Linked DNA regions of Mus musculus: region 2 is linked to region 1. The links are chromatin contacts, called in public HiChIP or PLAC-seq maps. All regions are on one chromosome and are shown on one strand. The core of a region is the stretch at or near the end of the contact, and the rest is flanking DNA. Distances in the headings are between cores, read along the strand shown. Region 1 holds the start of Adipoq (adiponectin, C1Q and collagen domain containing). Region 2 has its middle 34 kb from the start of Rtp1.

Region 1 (6,386 bases), core at 1,927-4,426:
GGGCAGTGGTGGCAGATGCCTTTAATCCCAGCACTTGGGAGGCAGAGGCAGGTGGATTTCTGAGTTTGAGGCCAGCCTTGTCTACAGAGTGAGTTCCAGGACAGCCAAGGCTACACAGAGAAACCCTGTCTCAAAAAACCAAAAAAAAGCCGGACGTGGTGGCGCACGCCTTTAATCCCAGCACTCGGGAGGCAGAGGCAGGCGGATTTCTGAGTTCGAGGCCAGCCTGGTCTACAGAGTGAGTTTCAGGACAGCCAGGGCTACACAGAGAAACCCTGTCTCGAAAAACCAAAAAAAAAAAAAAAAAAAAAAAAAGGAAGTGAAGAATAGCTGTGGATAACACAGCTTTTCTTTTCTTTATATTTCAGGCATCAGGGATAGAGGTCAGGTGTCAATGTAAATCACTCTACCACTGAGTTACACTTCTAAATTAAAGACATTTTTCCTTTCTTGAATGCCCAAAAATTTGGAGTACTGCAGGACAGGCTCACTCTTCTGCAGTTAGTGTTATGTCTCAAAATTTGATTTGAGGTTTAGTTGTTTCAGTAAATTGTCTTTTTAAAGTCATGACTAAACAATAATATACAGTGAAATTTAACCACATTCAGGAAACACTGAGGAAACTCAGGCCTGTGGGGAAATCTGGCCTTTTGTTTAAGTATCTCACTTCGCATGTAGGCGAGAATTGAGATGTGAACATGAGCTCCTGAAGGAAAGGACCACGTTTCTGTGGCTGCTTCACTCTGGGCAGTAACACATCTGTCCAGGTAAACCCAGCCTTGCTGAACGTCAATCTCAGCACTTGGGAGGCAGAGGTGAGAGTTTGAGGCCAGTCTGATCTATAGAGCAAGTTCCAGGATAGCTTGGGCTACACTGAAAAAACACTGTCTTGAAAAACAAAACAAAACAAAACAAAACAAAACAAAACAAAACAAAACACCAAAAACCAAAAAAGAAAAAAAAAAACAGGAAAAGAAAAGAAAAAAATCAAAATAAAACAAAGCCAAAAACAAAGCAAAAAAAAAAACCACCCAGCAAAAAACCAAACCGCCTAGCCTCAAGACATGTGTGGTTGAATGTTTTTCACTTCTAGTCGCTAAGCAAGTGTGTGTTTTTACACAATGCCCTCTGTGGTGAGTGGCGGATTCCCCTGAGAGTTCACCAAATGATAGGCTTTCACAATGCTCCCGGGTGTCTACCAGACCCAGCAAAGTATTGATGTGGTTTTGGGGTGAAAGTCACTCTGTCTTGTGCAATAGTTAGAATCTGCTGAAACCAGCAGTGTTCCTATATGGGACAGGGGTCCAGAGCTAACCCGGAGGCTATAACTGAGCAGAGGTGAAGACCACGAGGCATTGGGGAGCGTATGCCCTTTGTGGTCAGAGAGATCTAGCTTCGTGCCTTGGGTCTGTGTCTCTCCCTCTTACTGGCTTCTGGCTTCTTCATTAAGTGGGAGACAACCACAGGTATCTGTATGGGAAGACTCGACTACCCCTTGACTCAACATTGCTTGTTACTTACTTTGTACAAGATACTACTTAGTCTAGGGGTTATGGAGCATAACCTCAAGTAGGTAAAGCCCCTGCTCCAGCGTGTTTGCATTCCAGTAAGAAGCGAAAGACAGTAACACACATACAAAATAAGTAAGAAAATGCAACAACAGCAACAACAACAACACACACACACAAAGTAAGCAAAACGCTAAGGGAAAGATAGAGAGTGATACAGCTTTGAGTTGCTGTAGTTCTTCTCTCTCCTTTGCTTCATACAGTTTGCTTGGGAAGTGTCCAGGGCCATGGGGTCACAACTAACAGCCCTTGGAAATGAGCTTGTGTCCTTAATCTTCATGACCTAACGTGATTTCTCTAGAAACATCAGTGCATTAACAGGAAGACAAGATGGAAGATCATATTTTGGCTCTCCTTCCTTGGTGGGTTGACACTGCTGGTCCTATCCACTAGTAAAAGCATGACTCTTAGGCTCTGTGTGGCCAGTGGAAGGTGGCAGTTGGAGGAAGCAGATGCTTGGCCAGCCTTTGCCTGGGAGCAGTCTAGCTCTGAGTGTCTTATTGGAGCAGCTGCTGGCATCCAGAGTTCTTTTTGGATTCACGATTTAATTCAAAAGCTTTGTGCTCCCGAGAATCAGCTCTGGTCTTTCAAAAATAAGATGTGAGTCCGCCGAGAGGCTCCCAAGGTATTGCCTTGCCAACTGCAAGCCTTTTAGGAGCAGTTTAGTGAGTGGTGACTGCTAGTTGCAGTTGGCTGTTAGCCCAGAGCTAATAATAGATAGAAAAGGTATATACTTAAGGAGTCTGGAAACTGAGGTTTATCTACTCACAGAAAATGAGTTTCTAAAAAACTAGCTTGAAACTTACCCAGAAAAATCTTAGAACATGGTTCTCCAATGTCAAGGTAAGTGTTCTGTGACACTGGGCTTGAATTATGTAGGGACCACAGATTTTAGAATTTGGACCCCTGAACTTGCTTCACACCCCACCAGGAACCTTCCTGTACAACAGCCCTCAGAATTCATCTACATGGTCTTTTCTCAGTATGGGATCCGGTCTAGCAAGTGGAGCACACCTTCTATTGCTTAAAGATTTGTTTATGTATATGGGTATTTTGGCTGCATGCATATTTGCACACCAAAAGAAGGCAGCGGATCCCATGGAATTACTGTGGGTGCTGGGAATTGAACTCAGGACCTCTGGAAGAATAGCCAGTGCTCTTAACCACTGAGCCATGCCTGCAGTCCATCTATTTTTTATTCTAGTACAGCCCCTCTTCATTCTTACTGAAATAGTAATGCCTGAACCACACAGCTTCACATTTAGTTACAAAGAAAGAGTGGGAGTATCATGTGACAATTAGTGTTGTTGACTCTCCAGGACAAACTTATGGGAAAGGGAGGTCTCCTGACCCCTGAACAATCATTTTACTTGAGGATAATTTTCATTGCACTCAGAAACATGCTGAATTATTGTCCTTACCCTTGCCCCATCTCTTGCTCTGGTAGAGAATGGCCAAAGCCTGGAAACAGGATGGCTTGACAGAAGCTCTACTTGGCTTCCCAGACCCAAGCTGGATTAAACCAGGTTCCCTAAGGAGTCTTAAGGCAGCTGCCAGGAGCAAGGGGCCCACTCATTGGCTATTGGCCTTGACTGGGTTGGCCAATGGTAAGCTGGGGTCTGCCTGTCCCCATGAGTACCAGACTAATGAGACCTGGCCACTTTCTCCTCATTTCTGTCTGTACGATTGTCAGTGGATCTGACGACACCAAAAGGTAAGAACAATTCTATATTCTCGGCTGGCTGGGTATGAATGCAGAATCCCACTTGGGCTGTGTTCAGATTTTGCTCTCTGCAGCAGTGTGAAGGTAGATGTTGAGAAAACTCAGGCCTTGGAAACATGGTTGGGGCAGATAAGCTTTGGGGCTTTTCTTTAACTCTTCAAAGCTCTAAGAAAGAAACAATAACCTTTCGGTCCACAAGCTTGAGCCTAACCGGAAGTTTGCCCTGTTCATTTGATGGCAGGATGCCCACTGCAAAAAGAACCTGGAGATAGTGAGGTAGGAGGGTCGATCCACAGATGAGACTCTGTTGGAAAGTGGGATCTGTTGCTTCTCGGCTTTAAGAGTTACAGTGACAGGAGAAGCAGGCAGAGAGGGCAGCCCGAGGAAGTCCAGTTGAGGTCAGACTGTAGGATCTGTCTCTATCACTTAGTTCTACTGAGCAGATATGCACGGAGCATGCGCTGTAGAACACTTTGTCAGGGCTGTGAGTGAAAACATGGGTGTGCTCGGAGGAGTTGGGGACATCTGTCTGCATAGAGACATTTTAGGGGATTGGGTGACACAAAGTGGTGAGAACCTGGAAAATAGTGGCAATCTGGACAGAAAGCCTCATTTTGAAAGATATTTTCTGACAGAGGCACTGCACCTGCTTTGTCGTTGTTAAACCTAATTCTTGCTCCATGAACACAGCATCGGAACCATGGAGGTAGAGGAGATGAAGGAGGGAGGGGTTTGGAAGTCAAGGCAGCCTCTTGTGTGTCATGATACGTAAGTCCCTCGTCTGAAGAAATTTTGTTTTTGAGACTGGGTGTCACTATATATTCCTGACTGGCTTGGAATTTATAAAGACCAGGCCATCACTGAACTCACAGGGATCCACCTGCCTCCCTGGCTCCCAAGTGCAGGGAGCAAGTGCATGCTGAGAATGGGTTCTGAATCAAGCCTCACAAGAGGAGCCACCTCACTCCCCCTGTGATGTCATTCAAAAGGATGGCAGAGAATTTGATCAGAGTCATTCTGTGGACAAGAGGGCAGGTGGAGCAGGCCAGAGGGGCGTGAGAGTGCATCTTGGTTCTTGGAGCAGTTTGGTTCCCAAGGCTTAGTGAGAAATCCTTGATGCCTCTCTCCCTGTGTTTCGAGGAATCTTACAAGGCACAGGGCTTGCTTCTAGCCTTGTGTGTGTGATCCTGTGTGCATGTGTATGTGGAAGCCAGAGGGGTCTCTCCATATGAGGTGTCTTTCTTAATCTCTGCCTTATTTTTTTGAGACAAGGTCTCTCAGAACCTGGAGCGTGACGAAGAAGGCCAGACTGAGGTCATTGATCTCTAGGGATATTCTTGTCTCTGTCATCCCCTACCCCAGTGTCAGGGTTAAAGGTGACAGCTTTTGACATGAATTCTAGGGATCTAAATTCAGGTCCTCATGCATCTGCAGAAAGCACTAATCAACACAGCCATCTCCCAAGCACTTAAAATTTTATTTGTGCAAGTGCGTGCGTGCTTGCGTGCATGCGTGTGTGTGTGTGTGTGTGTGTGTGTGTGTGTGTGTGTGTGTATTAGTGCTTTCTTGAGAGAGAATGTGCAAGCACACACAAGAGTCTAATGTGTGCAGACACGCTCATTCTATGGCAGGCACATGGAGGTGAGAGGGTAACTTTTGGGAGTCGTCCCTTTCCTCCTCTCTTGTTTCTTCTGCTCGTCCACCCACCGTCAGCCTCAGGAGACTGTGATCGCCACCGCATCTTGCTTTTTATGGGAGATCCAGGGGTTGAATTCAGGCTGTCATCCTTGCCCAGGAAGTGCGTTCTCCTTAGCCCTCATTTTTGTCATTTTCCAAGGAGGTTACAGAGATAAACATTCCAGCTGCTTGTCAACTCAGAGGACCGGTAGTCCCCATGTGCTCTGCTAAAGTCAGGAGGTGCTATCTTTTGGAAAGCAAAGGCTTCAATCAGGAGCTCGCCCTACAAGCTTCATGGAGGGATGCTCTGCTTTGCTGGTTTCTTGAGAGTGTACAAGTGTGTGCACACATATATACCGGACATGAGAATGCTACCGACTTTCCAAAGGCTGAGTGACACCTTCCAGATAATCTTAGGAGCTAGACAGAGGTGCCTGAGCTCCTGGCACAGCCATTTATGATTGGGTTGTGCCATTGTGAAATTACAAATATTAACTTAATTTTTATCTGGTTTTGCTTGTTTATTGTGTGCTTCTGAGGTTTGAGCTTAGGGCTTCATACACATTGGGCAAATGCCCCTCCACTGAGCTCTACCCTCGGGTACCACTTCATGAGTGAAGGTGAAAACAACCAACAGGCCAGGTGTCCAGCACACAGAGCGCTTCCATGAGGATGTAGGAAATGCACTCAGTCTTTCTGTTTCTACAAGCAAGGATGGGAGGTCCTGGAGTTGCTTTTGGCTCTGGCATTTCTCTGTGTTTTGTTGTCTTTACTGGCTGGGGGCGTTGACCTCTTCTCTCTCTCCTTGTAGCCTAATCTCTGCCAGTCCCAGAGGAAACTCCAGTCTTGAATTTCACAAGATTCTGGATGTTGGTGCTAAAATGCCAGCAGGTCAAAGAGGAATTTCACATCCCCTTCACTATACAGTGGTCCTGAAACATGCAGCCATCCCTCTGCATAACTCATGTGTGGTTTGCTAGGAAGGCCAGTGGGTCATTGGATGACATGTTCATTTTTTAAACATTTTGAGACAGGGTTTCTCTGTATAACAAATAGCAGAGCTCTCTCTATCGACCAGGCTGGCCTCAAAGTCACATCGATCAGCCTGCCTCTGCCTTCCAAGTGCTGGGATTAAAGGTGTGCACCACCACGCCTGGTCCTACCTGGTTGCTTCTTATTTTGGCAGAAATGACCAAACCTTTCCCTCTCCCAGATGTCTCAGCTGTCGGTCTTCCCCTTAAGGCTGTGTGAGTGAAGTGAAACTCAGCAGCTGTCCACAGTGGGTTGATACGTTAATATTTGTTTACTTTCCTTCTCTCACAAACGTGTACGGTATTTTGTAAGTTTGTAAACTACTCCGCACTTTCTGCCAACTGGGTCTTATGATATTATTGTGAAATCACATTTCTAGGCAAAGA
Region 2 (6,386 bases), core at 2,272-4,771, 320 kb after region 1:
AGCCTGACCCAAGGAGGCCCAACATAACCAGGCTTACAGGAGGGAGAGGCCAGTTCACACCAGAGATAACCAGGTGGTTAGAAGCAATTGTAAGAACATAAGCATCAGAAACCAATGCCACTTGGCAGCATCAGAACCCAGCTCTCCCACCACAGCAAGCCTTGGATACTCTAATATACCTGAAAAGCAAGATTCTGATCTAAAAATCCATCTCATGATGATGATAGAGGACCTTAAGGATGACAGAGTTAACTCCCTTAAAGAAATACAGGAGAACACAGATAAATAGGTAGAAGTCCTTAAAGAGGAGACATGTGAATCCCTTAAAGAAATACAGGAAAACACAATCAAACAGGTAAAGGAATTGAACAAACTGTCCAGGATTTAAAAATGGAAATAGAAACAATAAAGAAATCACAAAGGGAGACAACCCTGGAGATGAAAAACCTAGGAAAGAGATCAGGAGTCACAGATGCAAACATCACCAACAGAATACAAGAAATAGAAGAGAGAATATCAGGCATAGAAGATACCATAGAAGATATTGACACAACAGTCAAAGAAAATACAAAGTGCAAACAGCTCCTAACCTAAAACATTCTGGAATTCAGGACACAGTGAAAAGACTAAACCTAAGAATAATAGGTTTAGAAGAGGATGAAGATTCCCGGTTCAAAGGGCCAATAAACATCTTCAACAAAATCAGAAAAACAAAAACAAAAACAAAAACAAAACCAACTTCCCTAATCTAAAGAAAGAGATGCCCATAAACGCACTAGAAACCTACAGAACACCAAATAGTTTGGACCAGAAAAGAAATTCCTCCTGTCTCATAATAATCAAAACACCAAATGCACAGAACAAAGAAAGAATATTTAAAGGGGTAAAGGAAAAAGGTCAAGTAACATATAAAGGCAGGCCTATCAGAAGTACACCAGACTTCTCAATAGAGACTATGAAAGCCAGAAGATCTTGGGCAGATTTCATACAGGCCTTAAGAGAATGCAAATGCCAGCACAGGCTTCTAAACCCAGCAAAACTCTCAATTACCATAGATGGAGAAACCAAGATATTCCATGACAAAACCAAATTTAAACAATATTTTCCTTTAAACCAGTCCTATAGAGGATAATAGAAGGAAAAATCCAATACAAGGAGGGAAACCACACCAAGAAAAACCAAGGAATTAATCTTGTCACAATAAACCCAAAATGAGAGAACCACACAAACATAAGTCCACCTCTAACAACAAAAGTAACAGGAAGCAACAATCATTAGTCTTTAGTATCTCTCAACATCAATGGACTCAATTCCCTAATAAAAAGACATAGGCTAACAGACTGGATACATAAACAGGACCCATCATTTTGTTGCATACAGAAAACACACCTCAGTGACAAAGACATACACTACCGCAAAGTAAAAGGCTGAAAAAAACTTTTCCAAGCAAATGGTCCCAAGACACAAGCTGTAGTAGCCATTCTAATATTCAGTAAAATAGACTTTCAACCAAAAGTTATCAAAAAAGATGGGGATGGGCTCATCACACTCATGAAAGGAAAAATCCATTAAAACAATCTTTCAATTCTGAACATCTATGCTCCAAATGCAACCCACATTTGTAAAAGAAATGTTACTAATGCCACTAAAGCTCAAAGCACACCTTGAACCCCACACAATAATAGTGGGAGACTTCCACACTCCACAGTCACCAATGGACAGATCATGGAAACAGAAACCAAATAGAGACACAGTGAAACTAACAGAAGTTATGAACCAAAGGGATTTGACAGATATCTACAGAATATGCCATCCTAAAACAAAAGAATATACCTTCTTCTTAGCACCTGATGCTACCTTCTCCAAAGTCGACCATATAATCAGACACAAAACAAGCCTCCACATGTTCTCAGGACCCAACAGGGATGACATTAGCTGAAACACCCAACAACGGGGAGATAAAACCTGAAGAGATCACCTCTAGTAGATAGGTATAGCCCCCAGTTGAAGAATGGGGCCACCCACCCACTTCGAAATTTTTAACCCAGAACTGCTCCTGTCTAAAGGAAACATATGGACAAAAAATTGAGCATAGACTGAAGGAAAGGCCATCCAGAGACTGTTCCATCTTGGATCCATCCCATCTGCAGACATCAAAGCCCGATACTATTGCTGATCCAAGAAGTACTCTCAGACAGGAGCCTACTATGGCTGTCCTCTGAGAGGCTCTACCAGCATATGACTAAGACAGATGCAGATACTCATAGCCAACCTTTGGACTGAACCCAGGGACCCCAATGGAAGAGTTAGGGGAAGGACTGAAGGAGCTGAAGGGGACTGCAACCCCATAGGAAGAACAACAATATAAATTAACCTGACACCCCAGAGCTCTCAGGGACTAAACCACCAAACCAAGAGTACACATGCCTGGGTCCGTGGCTCCAGCTACATATGTAGGAGAGGATTGCCCTATATGCCATCAATGGGAGCATAGGCCCTTTGTCCTGTGGAAGTTTGTTGCCCCTGTGTAGGAGGATGCTAGAGGGGTGAGGAGGGAGTGGGTGAGTGGGGGAGCACTCTCTTAGAGGCAAACAGGGGGGAGGTTGGGATGAGGAGTTTGCAGAGGGGAGACTGTGAAGAAGGGCAACATTTGGAATGTAATAAATAAAATAACCAATTAATAAAAAAAAATCTGGTGAGGACTGCCATCATCCTCGGCTTTGCTTGCTTGGATGTAGCCCTGATGTCAGTATTAGGGGTACCTGGAGTTTCCTTAGAAATGAAGAATGTCATTATCAAGATCTCCCAAGTAGTTCCTGTGAACATGACTACTTGGCAAGTACTGAGAACTATGGTTAGCAGTCAGCGAGGCGTCTGCACATTGGAATCACCTGAAGAATTAGGAAAGGTGTCATTGTGACCTGCATCCCGGCCATATGCAGCAGAAGCATATAAAAGGATCCTCTGGTAATTTGACTGCAGTTGAGGCTGAGGACTACTGTTCGGAGCCAGTCCAAGTCATTACAACTACAGGCCTTCAGAACAGTGGTGTGGCCGGAGTGACAGTAAGCTAGTGTTTCTTGATTAGTATCCTAGCGTACTTCTTGGCTGCCATCTTGCCCTGAATGAATACGTTTTTGGTGTTTGCCTAAGGCAGAGTCAAGCTTTTAGCTCTTCCTTCAGTGGAGCTAACAGCAATAACTAAGGCCTGGATACATCCAGTGGAAACCAAGCAGAAAAAAAACAAAAGCATTTCAGACAGGGCTGGTCTGGCCTAGGCTGTAGTTCAGAGTCAAAGGCAGAGGCTGTTTCTGAAGCAGCTCCCGAATCCACTTGTCCCCCTCAGAAGGAGTCACATGTTCCGGACAAATCTCAGAACAGAACATTCTCTTTCCCCAGGCACACCCTGAACCTGCCCATGCCTAGGGATTATTGGAGCAGTGGGTAAGGTGGGCTGAGGTACCCAGGTTAGGAAATCCTGCTTTAGAGCAGGGCTTTCTGTATGAGTCCATGTGTATGCTCTGGCTTGCCCAGAGATTAACTTCACCTTTGAACTCTGCCAGCTCCCCAGCCCCCATCAGTGTGGACACAGAGACAGTGTTCTTGCTTTTCTTCAGTCTATTAAAACCCTCCTGGTCTCTCTGCTCTCTCCTATTTTCCCTGCCTCTATCACAAAGAATAGCAGCAGCAGAGATTACAGATCTGCAGAGCTGTCGGGAAGGGCCAGTGTGAAGGAGCTTTTAGCTGGGTTGGTGGTAAAGTGAATTTCAGCTTTCCAACATAAATGTGCAACCAGTTCTGACACCGGATGAACATTATTGACATAAAAAGTCAATGTTTGAAAAGCAACTTCAAAGTCTTAAAGCAATGAGTAAAGTCCATTTTTCACTCTTCTAACAAAGTTGGGAACATGACAAATGGTCTCCCTTCCTTCCACTGCCCTGACTCTTCTTCTCCATCTCTCTGCCTCTCCTTCCTTCAACAGAGTTCCACCTTCCCGTTATTCTTTCCTGATCTTTCCTCTCCCTTGGGTGTCTTGGGGCCTACTAGTCTCTTTCTACTTGTCATTTGTCACCTTTATTTCTGTCTTACTCTGTTTTTAGTTCTCTCCCTCTTACATTCTAGGTTCCATGTCTGCTGCCCCCTTTGTCTCAGTCTGTCCCTGGTGTTCTCTGGTTATCTGCTTTTCCCTTCTCTTTCTTGGTCCTGTCCTGTGCCCTAACCCCCATTGAACTGGTCAGAATGTGCCTGGAAACCTGTTTCATTTCCCAGGATCTGATATGACTTCTCAAGTACACATTGAAGAGTCTTTAAAGCCCATTTCCCCTGACTTCCAAGACTGCTACTGGTATTGATGGTGGTTGGGAGGGTGTGTGTGTGTGTGTGTGTGTGTGTGTGTGTGTGTGTGTGTGTGTGTGTTGCATGTGGTTCTCTCTGATCTGGCAGCTTTGGCACATCCCTGCTCCATGTCACATGTATGTACCTTGACTTGTAACTTGTATTCAACAGTCTGTCAGGAGACTCACCAGAATCAGTTCTACAGCTCAGGGAATGAGAACAGGAGTATGCCTCCCCTGGTTCCAGCTGCAGCCTCCCTTGTCCACACTGTCTTTATGGGGCAGTGATTCTCAATGAAGATTCAAGGGAAGGTTGGTCCTTAGCTTTCACCCTGTTCCCAGCCCTGGGTCTTTCGCCCCTTCACTTTCTCCTTACCTAAAAGGCTACCCCCACAGAAGGGTTGTCCGTTCAGGTGTGACAGCATGGCAATCCATGGCATGGTACCCTTCTGGGCTGGGCGGCCATTGAAGATCCTGGAGATCTGCTTCCGGGAGAACTTGGGGACACCACACACTGTAGCCAAGGGAGGGAGGAACAGGTCACACTCTGTACTCCACCTTACCCATTGGGGTTACCAGCTTATCATTCTGTTAGAAGAGTGGGATAGAAGGTGAAGGGCTGAGGCCAGTGTCACATCCCAGTGCTGAGTTCTGGTAAGAAACCAAACCTACTGGGTTTGGTCATGGTTTTTTTCAGTTATGTAAACCTGTAGATCCCCCCCCCCTTTCTTTTTCCCTACCCTTCCCTATTGATGTTGGTTTTCTGTCACTCAAAAAAATGTTAGATTCCTAGTAAGGAAGCTTCATGCTCCATCACTGGGGGCTCTTATCCTCAGACACAGCCTTCCTCCAGGTCTGTGGAGTTGCACGCTACCACAATGAAGGTCTTTCTGCTTAATCCCCTTATCCGCTGCATCCATTGCTGTGGATCCACAGACAAGCCTATGGCTGAATGCCCTTAGAAACCATCCAGTGTGTTCCTCCTATCATACACCTCAAGAAGTCAAAGTCTAAAGGAAGTCTCTGGCTTGCCAAAAGTTACTCTATGGAGAAATGGCAAGAATATAATTCTGGATCACCTGACCCCCAACCCTGGGCTTGCTCCGCTCCAGCCAGCATCATTAACTCTGAGCAATATGGCTCGCAGGTCCCTTAGAACTCTCCGGATCCAGGCAGCCATGAGCCACTTTCAAAGCAAAGACTGAACTGAATCACTGGTGAATATGCTGCACCCTTGACCACATTCTTAGCTTCTCTCAGTGCTGTAAGTAGTTTAGGCACTGGCCCCAGCCAACATCAAGCTCCATTCCAGCAGACACTCAGGACATGGGGATGGATGCCCATCTATATTTTTAACTCTTCTTCTTCTACAAAACAGAGTCAAGGCTTTTCATATGCATACACACACATATACACACACACACTCACACACATGCATGCATGTCCCACAGTGTCTCTTTTCCCTTGCAATGAAGCCACACCAAAGAAGACAGAACACAAACCCTTCATATTCTTTCCTCTCTTTGGACCTGGATTTAGATAAAAGTGTTATTTACTGATCATACTTAAAAATAAAGTAGCCATTGGAATATTCTATAGACATATACTCTGGTAGCTTTGGGTCTTAAATGGAACCTCCACACTGATATTTCCATAAGTGGTAGAATGCTGGTTTTGAAATTGTCTGATGTGTTCTTACAACCTCTTTTTGTCCATAGCTCCCCAACCACCAAAGCTGGCCATCCTTTTAAGTGAAGGATAGATAGACTTCAACTTCAAAGAACAAAGCAGAAACAGAGGGAGGGGAAAACAGACTTTTGTTTGAAGTTAGGAACTGTGGTAAGAATAAAAGATTTGTGTGTTTGAAGGAAGCAGAGCCTGCGAACTGAACAAGATTTTTCCTGGATGCCACCGGGAGAGGATGATGCTACTGCAGCTTCCTGCCTCTCAGGGGACAGTGGAAAGCCTTTCAGGCTGGATGGAAGAAGGGGGGTTGCCTAAGAGGGAGAGAGAGGATAGAGGGAGACTGGGGTGTTAGATAGTTCAAAC

The links. HiChIP or PLAC-seq counts read pairs in DNA pulled down with a chosen protein or histone mark.
Region 2: an H3K27ac HiChIP or PLAC-seq map of hepatocytes shows a contact between it and region 1, with 3 times the contacts expected there. The contact joins the enhancer-like site here to the promoter of Adipoq in region 1. A contact is called at or near these places in 3 of 39 promoter capture datasets (embryonic stem cells, liver and trophoblast stem cells), 1 of 15 datasets of contacts at CTCF or cohesin (pro-B cells), 2 of 484 Hi-C or Micro-C datasets (the HPC-7 cell line and nephron progenitors), 2 of 115 datasets of contacts at active chromatin or transcription factors (embryonic stem cells and hepatocytes) and 2 of 9 other capture datasets (adipose tissue and liver).

The regions. Positions count from the first base shown.
Region 1 is chr16:23,143,360-23,149,745 of GRCm38.p6, forward strand. It overlaps Adipoq (adiponectin, C1Q and collagen domain containing), which reads left to right and starts at 3,177. Exons shown (of 3, transcript NM_009605.5): 1 at 3,177-3,282. RefSeq lists an enhancer at 1,028-1,190.
Region 2 is chr16:23,460,315-23,466,700 of GRCm38.p6, forward strand. It overlaps a transcript of Masp1 not described here. Among named protein-coding and RNA genes, the nearest start is that of Rtp1, 34 kb to the left of the region's middle. Within about 2 kb of position 3,522, at least 4 of the 459 cell types and tissues checked have an H3K27ac peak or open chromatin away from gene starts, as enhancers often do. A contact at or near this core is called in hepatocytes and liver, where this site is marked.